Regions from separate parts of the Rattus norvegicus genome. Here regions 2 and 3 are each linked to region 1. The links are chromatin contacts, called in public Hi-C maps. All regions are on one chromosome and are shown on one strand. Each heading gives the region's core, a stretch centred on a gene start, on an enhancer-like site or on the middle of the called end of the contact. The rest is flanking DNA. Distances are from core to core; before and after follow the strand shown.

What was found. Hi-C and Micro-C count contacts between places; a contact is called where the count stands out from the background.
Region 2: a contact with region 1 is called in a Hi-C map of liver, with 9 times the contacts expected there. The contact joins two enhancer-like sites. A contact is called at or near these places in 4 of 12 Hi-C or Micro-C datasets (hepatocytes, kidney, liver and 1 more).
Region 3: a contact with region 1 is called in a Hi-C map of liver, with 19 times the contacts expected there. The contact joins two enhancer-like sites. A contact is called at or near these places in 5 of 12 Hi-C or Micro-C datasets (frontal cortex, hepatocytes, kidney and 1 more).

Annotation. Positions count from the first base shown.
Region 1 is chr13:104,123,117-104,125,816 of GRCr8, forward strand. No RefSeq gene overlaps it. Among named protein-coding and RNA genes, the nearest start is that of Prox1, 130 kb to the right of the region's middle. Within about 2 kb of position 1,340, at least 3 of the 93 cell types and tissues checked have an H3K27ac peak or open chromatin away from gene starts, as enhancers often do. A contact at or near this core is called in hepatocytes and liver, where this site is marked.
Region 2 is chr13:104,672,124-104,674,823 of GRCr8, forward strand. No RefSeq gene overlaps it. Among named protein-coding and RNA genes, the nearest start is that of Rps6kc1, 350 kb to the right of the region's middle. Within about 2 kb of position 1,253, at least 6 of the 93 cell types and tissues checked have an H3K27ac peak or open chromatin away from gene starts, as enhancers often do. A contact at or near this core is called in hepatocytes and liver, where this site is marked.
Region 3 is chr13:104,782,794-104,785,493 of GRCr8, forward strand. No RefSeq gene overlaps it. Among named protein-coding and RNA genes, the nearest start is that of Rps6kc1, 240 kb to the right of the region's middle. Within about 2 kb of position 1,443, at least 2 of the 93 cell types and tissues checked have an H3K27ac peak or open chromatin away from gene starts, as enhancers often do. A contact at or near this core is called in liver, where this site is marked.

The sequences.
Region 1 (2,700 bases), core at 90-2,589:
TTGATTCCAGAGAAGATTTCAGCCTTCTTTACACACACACACACACACACACACACACACCACAGAATAAACATAATCACAAAAACCTTTATTTACTGATCTAGATGATTTAGATGTTTTAAAAGTCAGAGTTCTGTTTTTTTTTTTTTTTTTTTTAGAAAAAGTGTTTTCTAACAGAATTAGCAAAACCAATTCATACGAGGAATGTTTATCGAAGCAACAAATTATATAAACAGCCAGAGCCACTGTAGACCACGGCTGCTGGCTACTAAGCCTACTGTGTCAGGAACCTCACTTGGCAGGAGAACAGTCTCCCCTTATCTGTAGTTTTGTTTTCTACAATTTTGGATACATGTGGTCAAAAGCAATCCGAAACCACTAAACAAAAAATTCCAGATGCATGTTCCAGATGATTCATGTTTTGAATTCAGCATTGCTCTGAGTCAGGAGATGAAGTCTCTTGTTCTTCTCTGTTGGCTGAGACGTGAAGCAGCCTCAGCCCAGCGTTTCCTCAGGGTATGTTCTACCCTCCTGTTAACAGCGCTTGGTAGCTTTGTCTTAGTACTTAGATGGACTGCCATGGTGCTATAGCGCCCCCTTCAGGCTACCATGGGCACAGGAGTAGGGCTGTTGGGAGTCCACACATGCTTAGATGAAGTTGTAGTGTGCTTCAAAAGCTGAGAATTTCTGACTTAGGAGGAGGAGGAAGGGGAGGAAGATGAGGGAGGAGGAGGGGGAAGAGGAAGACGAGGAAAAGGGGAAAGAGGAGGAGGAAGAGGAGGAGGGAGAGGAGGAAGACGGGGAAGATGAGGAGGGGAGGAGGAAGAGGAAGAGGAGGAGAAAGAAGAAACAGCCCCACATGTGTGGGTCCTAAGAGCTGCAATATGGGTGAATCTTCCAGAAGGAAAAATCATTGAAAAGGAAAAACAAATTAGAATAATTTTTCTAACACACTGTGAGCGACAAGCAGAGAGCCTTTGGAGAGCTTGGGATTTATCTCGAAGGAGGCTATATGCCTCTCAACCAGTGGCACTTAGTGTTTGAAAATTAAGCAATTTCTCTAAAGGATCCTTCTATAACTCTTAACCATGAATTCGCTTACGTAGTTTGTTTAATTTCATTTTGGGTTAACGTTCAAATTGCTGCTCTATCTTTGAGGTCACGTGGGCGGTATAGCTCAACCAATCAATATCGTGGGTGCTGAGCCAAACTGAACCAATGACGGCAGGCCTCGGGGGCCAAGAGTCGCTGAACACTAGTTCTCTTTTACAGTCAACGTTGTTTGCCCTGAGGCTCCAGAAGCACCTTCGGGTGTCAAGAACGCCAGCCAGCGCTGGTTTACGTAACCATCCTTGTTTTGTTTCCAGTTGGGAGGTGAGGTCAAAGGTTAGCTTTCATAGAGGCTCACTATCCAGACAAGGCCTGAAGCCTTTCCAGGGGCAGAGTCCGGGTGACGTTGGATGTTGACCTCTAGTGTCAATGGACAAGGGGCCAGTGATGAAATCTTTGCCTCAGGTTTTCTAGGCAAAAACGGGAACTTAGCTATGTAGAGCCATAACCAGACTTTGTTATTCAAGGAGACCTGTGAAACGAGAGGTCTGGATTCACCGCGGACTGACTGTTTCCTTGAGTCTAAAAGGAGGCAAAGTCGTACTGAGCACCTGGAACCCTCCTAAAACGTTCTCTGTGTGTATGGTTTATCTGTAGGCAATGTGTTTACATACGTGTGCATGTCTGGAGACCAGAGGATGATGTTGAGTCTTTCTCAGGTTCCATTTTGACACACGGCTTCTCACTGAAACTGCCTTAGCTGACCCGGCTGGCCGGTAAGCCTCAGGGATCCCTGTCTCCCTCTGTCCAGTGCTGGCATTGCAGGTACTCACCACTGTGCTCAGCTTTTTATCTGGGTGCTGGGGTTCTGAACTCAGGTCCTGGTGCTTGCATAGCAAACGCTCCACCCCCGACCTATCTCCCAGTCCACCAGACGGGAGTCTCAGGCAGTAAAAGGAGTCACAGACGCCAAGAGCTTAGAGCCGGACGCTGCCTATAGCTGCCCCAGGAGATGCTATTGTTTTTCTGTCCTTGAGACCAACTGCAGCCACTCAAGAGAAATGGCTGTGCGGTGGGCACCCTGTTAGGCATAATTTCATCCTCATAGAAACTCTCTGTGCTACTGATTTTTTTTTGTCCCCAGGCATAGATGAAGAAAGTGAGGCATGGGGACCATCTGCTCAAGGTTACACATTAATGGATAAGGGACGTGGAAATCTAACTCAGGGGTGGCTGGCACAAGCTATCGCTTCTTACTACAAGGTACCCCGAGCAAAGCAAACAAACAAACAAAAAACAAAAACAAAATAAAAAAACCCAAACAAACAGAACAAGAAGCATCCTCACCCTAGGTATGTTCCAGGCCTCCTGAGAAGGCTATCCGGGAGCTCTTTCAACAGCCAACACGACAGAGTCATGGCTGTGATGTTTTCAAGCGATGTTTTTTAAAAGGATTCTTTTGGAACGATAACTAGATCTCGGGAAGTTTATTTTACGTAAGATTCCAACTTTTTTTTTGTAAGCTTTTGTGCAGCTTATGGGTTGCTCTGTTTTGCCTTAGCGTTTAAAGACCTGGTCTTCCTTTAAGGGCACGCGGAGGCCCCTTCAAAATCAAACCGGTCAATGGCATTGATTGGCTTTGCTGCTGTG
Region 2 (2,700 bases), core at 3-2,502, 550 kb after region 1:
GTGGCTGGGGTGTAAGTACCACTAAGTACACCTGAAAGGGACAGTGCTTCCTAATCATTGTCTCAACAATTGACAGTTGTTTACACAACAGCAGTACATTCACTGCTGATTTGAATAATAAACACGCTTAAATACCAGCTGGATAATAGAAGGGTAATTGAAACGTACTTTAGGGCTCTGATTCGCAGGCATTGTAGTCCCTCTTCCCTTCCCCCGGTACAATGCCACCCTTCCGTGCAGGCTCTAAAAGAAAAAAAAATTAAGGCATTGTTTCAAACATGGGGGTCTATTGAAGTTGATGAATACACACCGGGTGCATAGCCCTGCTCAAGCCATGCCTGGGCATACTTGAGACTACTGCTGTACAGTGGGTTTTATCAAAGCACTAGAGATCTATAATAGAGCTGTTGGGGAGGCCCGCCCTGCATTGTATCCACTAGGGCAGTAGATGGGACCCAGCTACTTCCCTACCCAACCAGAACACATCAATAGGGGTCGTGGCTCGTGGATGGAAAACAAGAGAATGGGCCTGGGGCATCTCTGGAATCGTGAAAGTAATCCTCGCTGTCGCACATCCCCAGGTCCTCTGAACCCATCAAGCCACCTTAGCTCAGGCCAGCTTTACCTCCTATTTGGCCTAAGGTTATAAGAGGCCAAACGTGGGCATCGCTCCAGGGGCCTCTCTGTTTCAACCTCCCAACACATGACCCTTTCTAAGGAGCGTCAGTGCCAGGAAGACCAATCAAGTTAGCTGGGTAGAGGGTTCCCAGCAGGACTTACACGCCATCACAGTCCTCAGAGCTGAGCATCCGAGGAAGAGGTGGAACCTGGCTCTTACTCGGGGTTCTTATTCATAGGGCTAAATTGGCAGGGTTTCCTTCACCAGCCCCAGTGCTGACAGGTGCGTTGATCCATCCAGTTACCACTGTAGATCTCTTCTGGAGAACTCACACTGACCATTCACAGCACTCTGTCTGCAAAGACCACCCCAGGGAAGAAAACGACCTGTCAAAAAGTTGCTTAACGAGCATAAAGTAAAAGCCGGTGTGGCAGATGGATTGCCCCGTCTACTCCAGGGAAAGCACTGCCTAGAAGTAACCACCCAGCACCAGGCCAGAGCTCTGTCATCACTGGTTCTCAGAACCACCACCCCCCCCCCCAGGAATTAAATTATTACGCCACCTTCAATACTAGGGACTGATCAAAGCCACAGAGCTGCTGAGTCACCGCACCAAAAAATCGGTTGTCACACTAGTTACTAAGTATCCTGCACATTAGTTACTAAGTATCCTATGAACCCTCAAGGGTTACCAGGTGTCTCTCTTTGTCAGGGATGGTTACCAGATGTTTCTCTTTCCCTCTTCCTGTCTCCCTCTCACTCCCTTCTACCTCTCTCGCTCTTTGTCTCTCCCTCTCTCTCTTTCTCTCCTCTGTCTCTCCTTGTCTCCCCTCCCTCACTCCCATCCCTGCTCCATCTCTCCCGACCTGAGCTGGAATAAAGCACATGTTTTATTTTCTGGTCCCCTTTTTGGTGAATCACCCCCCACATACACACACACACACACACACACACACACACACACACACACACACCACACTGGACAGGGTGACAGGGCCATTTGTGCCTCCTGTTAGACCTGGCCAATCCTCCAGATAATGTTGAGTGAGTGACTGGGGAATAGCAGAATGAACCAAAACTGGTTGCCATTTAATGCCTTTCTGAGACCCAGCCTAGCTAACTGAGACACTCACTGCACCTCCCACCAACGGTGAGGAAACGAAATGCTTCTTCAGTGAGTGGGCGCATCCAGCGTAACGGCTGCTCAAATTCAGTTTCCCTTACAATGACAGCTTGAGACTCCAAAGACTCACGCCCGGCATCCTCCACATGTGAAATCCACTTCCTTCACCTCCCACTTATCCAGTCAAAGCCTCCGGTGGACTAGAGATCTAATTTTGGTCTTCAATGCCCTGCTGGACAAGATGGTGTCTGCCAGCCATGGTCCCTGGCCATAGGCACTGCTGCAGTGGTAATTCTCAGAGCCCTGTAGTTCCAGGAACTAAAGAATAGACCACATGAATGAGGACAAACGCCAACAGCCTAGGGGATGGCCTGACCTAAGGAGATAGCCTCCCCCTATGCTTACTCCAGTGAAACCAAAGGCAAAAGCTGCAGGAAAAGAGAAGCAGAGGTCACCAGAGGGTGAAGCATCTGGACAGGCTTCAGTGCACAGAAGTAGGAATTGGAAGGGGAAGACTAAACAGTGGCAAAAGATCAAGAGGTCAAGAGCAAGAGCTTTGGCACCAGCTCTGGGTTCTAATCTCCACCGAGCCTTTGACTCGGCGTTTCCTCAGACTGCTCTAGCCTTCGCTGTCAGTGTGCTGTCCTGCTGGCAGACAGGGTATGGCTGTTGACTGCGCATGACATGCCAGTCAGTGTTCTCCTCCTGTAGGTTGATGTCATTATGCAGGTGGAGGCAGACAAGATAAAACGAGGCCTGTCATTGGATGAGAAGGAAGGGAGGCAGGAACAGAAGTTTTAGAAGGGAGGGAGAAGAGAGAGGAGGTGGAGCGAGGAGGAAGGAGCTGGGAGAACATGGTGACAGATGCTAAGATTCTTCTCTGCGCATAGATACAGCTTGTTATGACTATTTTAAAGGGATGGGTATGTACAGGACTTTGAGCGGTCTAGATGGGCAA
Region 3 (2,700 bases), core at 193-2,692, 660 kb after region 1:
CTCTTACTGTGTTGTTTGCACAGCTCTCTACCTCCCAAATACTTTTTCCCTGGAAAAGCCACAGATCGGTGCCCCAGATACCAAGTTAGAGTACTAAAGTCCAAATAAATGGAGTTTACCGATACTCGAGATCTGCCACATCGACCCCAAGCTTAGAGGAGTGACCTCCCCGTGCAGGCAAGGTCAACATCCAGCTCCGGGCTCTAGCTTCTCCGACTAGGTGAGAATCCTTTACCCTCCTTCCTCTGCTCCCTTTGACAAAGCCAGCTTCTTGCAGCTGCCTTGCCCTGCTAAAAGATTCCAGCAGCTTCCAAAACAAAGTCCGATGCAGCCACAGCTTGAGAAGTGCCCCGGCTCCCAGGCTCCTGGCCTTTGGGGCCACTTTTCACTTAGTACCATTCAAAACAAATAACGGCAAAACATCAGCCGGAGCCAGGCCAGACCAGAAGCAACTGGAACATCTCATAAAAGTGTAGTATTCTAGATAGAAAGTATGGGGAAATGCAGAGAAAAAGATGGTTTAAGACACTGTGACCTCCCCACAAACACAGACCACCCGAAATAATAGCACCGATGAATACCGGTCTCACAGACAGCAAGGGCACCCTCTATGGCAACCTTGGAGAAATAGAGCAAACACCCACCACACATAAAACAAAAACTTCAGCTCATTCCTCTCTCCCACCGGACAGGAGAGAGTCCTGCAGCCATGATCTCCCCAGCAAAGGAGAGGGGGCAGCAAAGGAGAGGAGGCTGGGCTGGAACCTTCATGTTAGACATAATAAAGGCATTGGAAACAGTTCACTACCTGTCCCTCTCATCAAGGACAGCTCTGATGATCCAGAGCTGAGAGCTCCTTCCTCTCTGGTTTACGGTGTGGGGTCCTGTCCTTGCTGTGTGTGTCCCTGTGTCATCCTTGGCCTGCAGACCATGTCTCCTACTGCAGCACTCTGGGGGTCACCAATGATGGCTTATCCCAAGGTCAGCCATTCGCAGAAAAACTGTGGACGGGATGTATTGAAAAATAAACAGACGGAAAATTAAATAGAAAACATAATGTGTAATCAAAATGGATTACTACTCAGTCACTCAAAATACACTGGTCCTTCCAAAAACGAAAGCAAAGAACTCAGGGATGGAACAAGAGCTCATAGTGTTAAATCAAAGAAGCCAAGAACAGAAGGAAAAGGAGAGAGAGAGAGAGAGAGAGAGAGAGAGAGAGAGAGAGAGAGAGAGAGAGAGGAAAAGAGAGTGGAACACTGCTCCCATCTCCACACATGATGTGAACACTACATGATGTGATCACTTTGTGATCTTTGCTTTACTTGCTCCTCAAAACCTCCGCAATCTGGGATTCTTTGGGGCTTGTATTCTCTCTCCAGGAAGCTCTCAAAAACTTTAATTCTCCAGAAGCCCAAGGCCTTTCGCTCAGGAATCAGAACTGTCACACCCCCTAGTGGTGACCTGAAGAATCCCCTCAGTTACACTACTCACCCCACCCACAGGGACTAGTTCTCCAAGTGTGCCACACACACAATCCTGGTGCTTCTGGAAAAACAGCCCAGGAGAAAGGGACTTTACCCTTCAGGCAAGCCTGAAGACAATGCGTGGATCGGCTTTTTCTGGGGGAGTCTGGTAAGTGTCAGCCTGCTCGGCACTGTGATTCTGTGGCTTCCGTTCTGTATTCCTCTGATAGAACTTCGGGGAATTAACCAGATAACTGCCCCTTGGTGGATATAAAACATCACAGTACTTCCAAAAGTGTGTGTGCGTGCGTGTGTGCATGCGCGAGTGTGTGCGTGTATGTGTGCCTATGTGTACATGTGTACAGGTGCCCACAGAGGCCTGAATTGAGGATCTAACCTTCTGGAGCAGGAGTAACATACAGTTATGAGTCATGTGAAACGAGTGCTGTGAACCGTGACCTCTGGTAGGGCAGTGTGACTGCTTTGAACCAGAATGATATCCCCCACAGGCTCAAATATGTGAATGTGTGGGTCCCGCCTCGCCCCCACATTGGAGGAACTGTTTGGGAAGGATTAGGAGGTGTGGCCTTGTAGGAGATGTGTCACTGGGGGTGAGCTCTGAGGTTTCAAAAACTCCTACCATTCCCAGTTCGCTCTGTGCCTCCTGGTTTGAGATGTAAGCTCTTGGCTACTGCTCTTCCCTCATAACAGCCTGCCTGCTGCCATGTTGGTCACAGGTTCACCCTCTAAAACTGTAAGCCCCAAATAGGCTTTCTTCTGTAAGTAGCTATGGTCACGTTTCTAAGGCAGGCAGCAGGCACTCTTAACCGCTGAGCCATGTCTCCATCTCCCAGTATTTCCATTTTCAGACAGAGAGATTGATGTTCAGAGTGCTCAATAATATCCCATCATCAGATGAGACAGGGTGATTTCCATGAGTCCCAGGACACACTCTCCCAGTCGCCTCTTCTAAAGTTAAATTAAATTAAAACGTCAAATAACTTGCTTAGATGACCCAGAAGTCTGAGATATTAATAATGACAAAATCAAATTCTCCCAATTCTTCTTGATCCCTGTGTCACTGGCTACAGGAAGCAAAACAGCAGGATGCTTCTGGCTGAGAGAGAATAGGAGTGAGAGCCAGAGCCAGAGTGAAAGAGGGAGAGAGGGAGGGGAGGGGCAGGGGAGAGGAAGGGAAGTGGGAGGGGAAACGGAGGGGGAGGGAAGGGGAGAG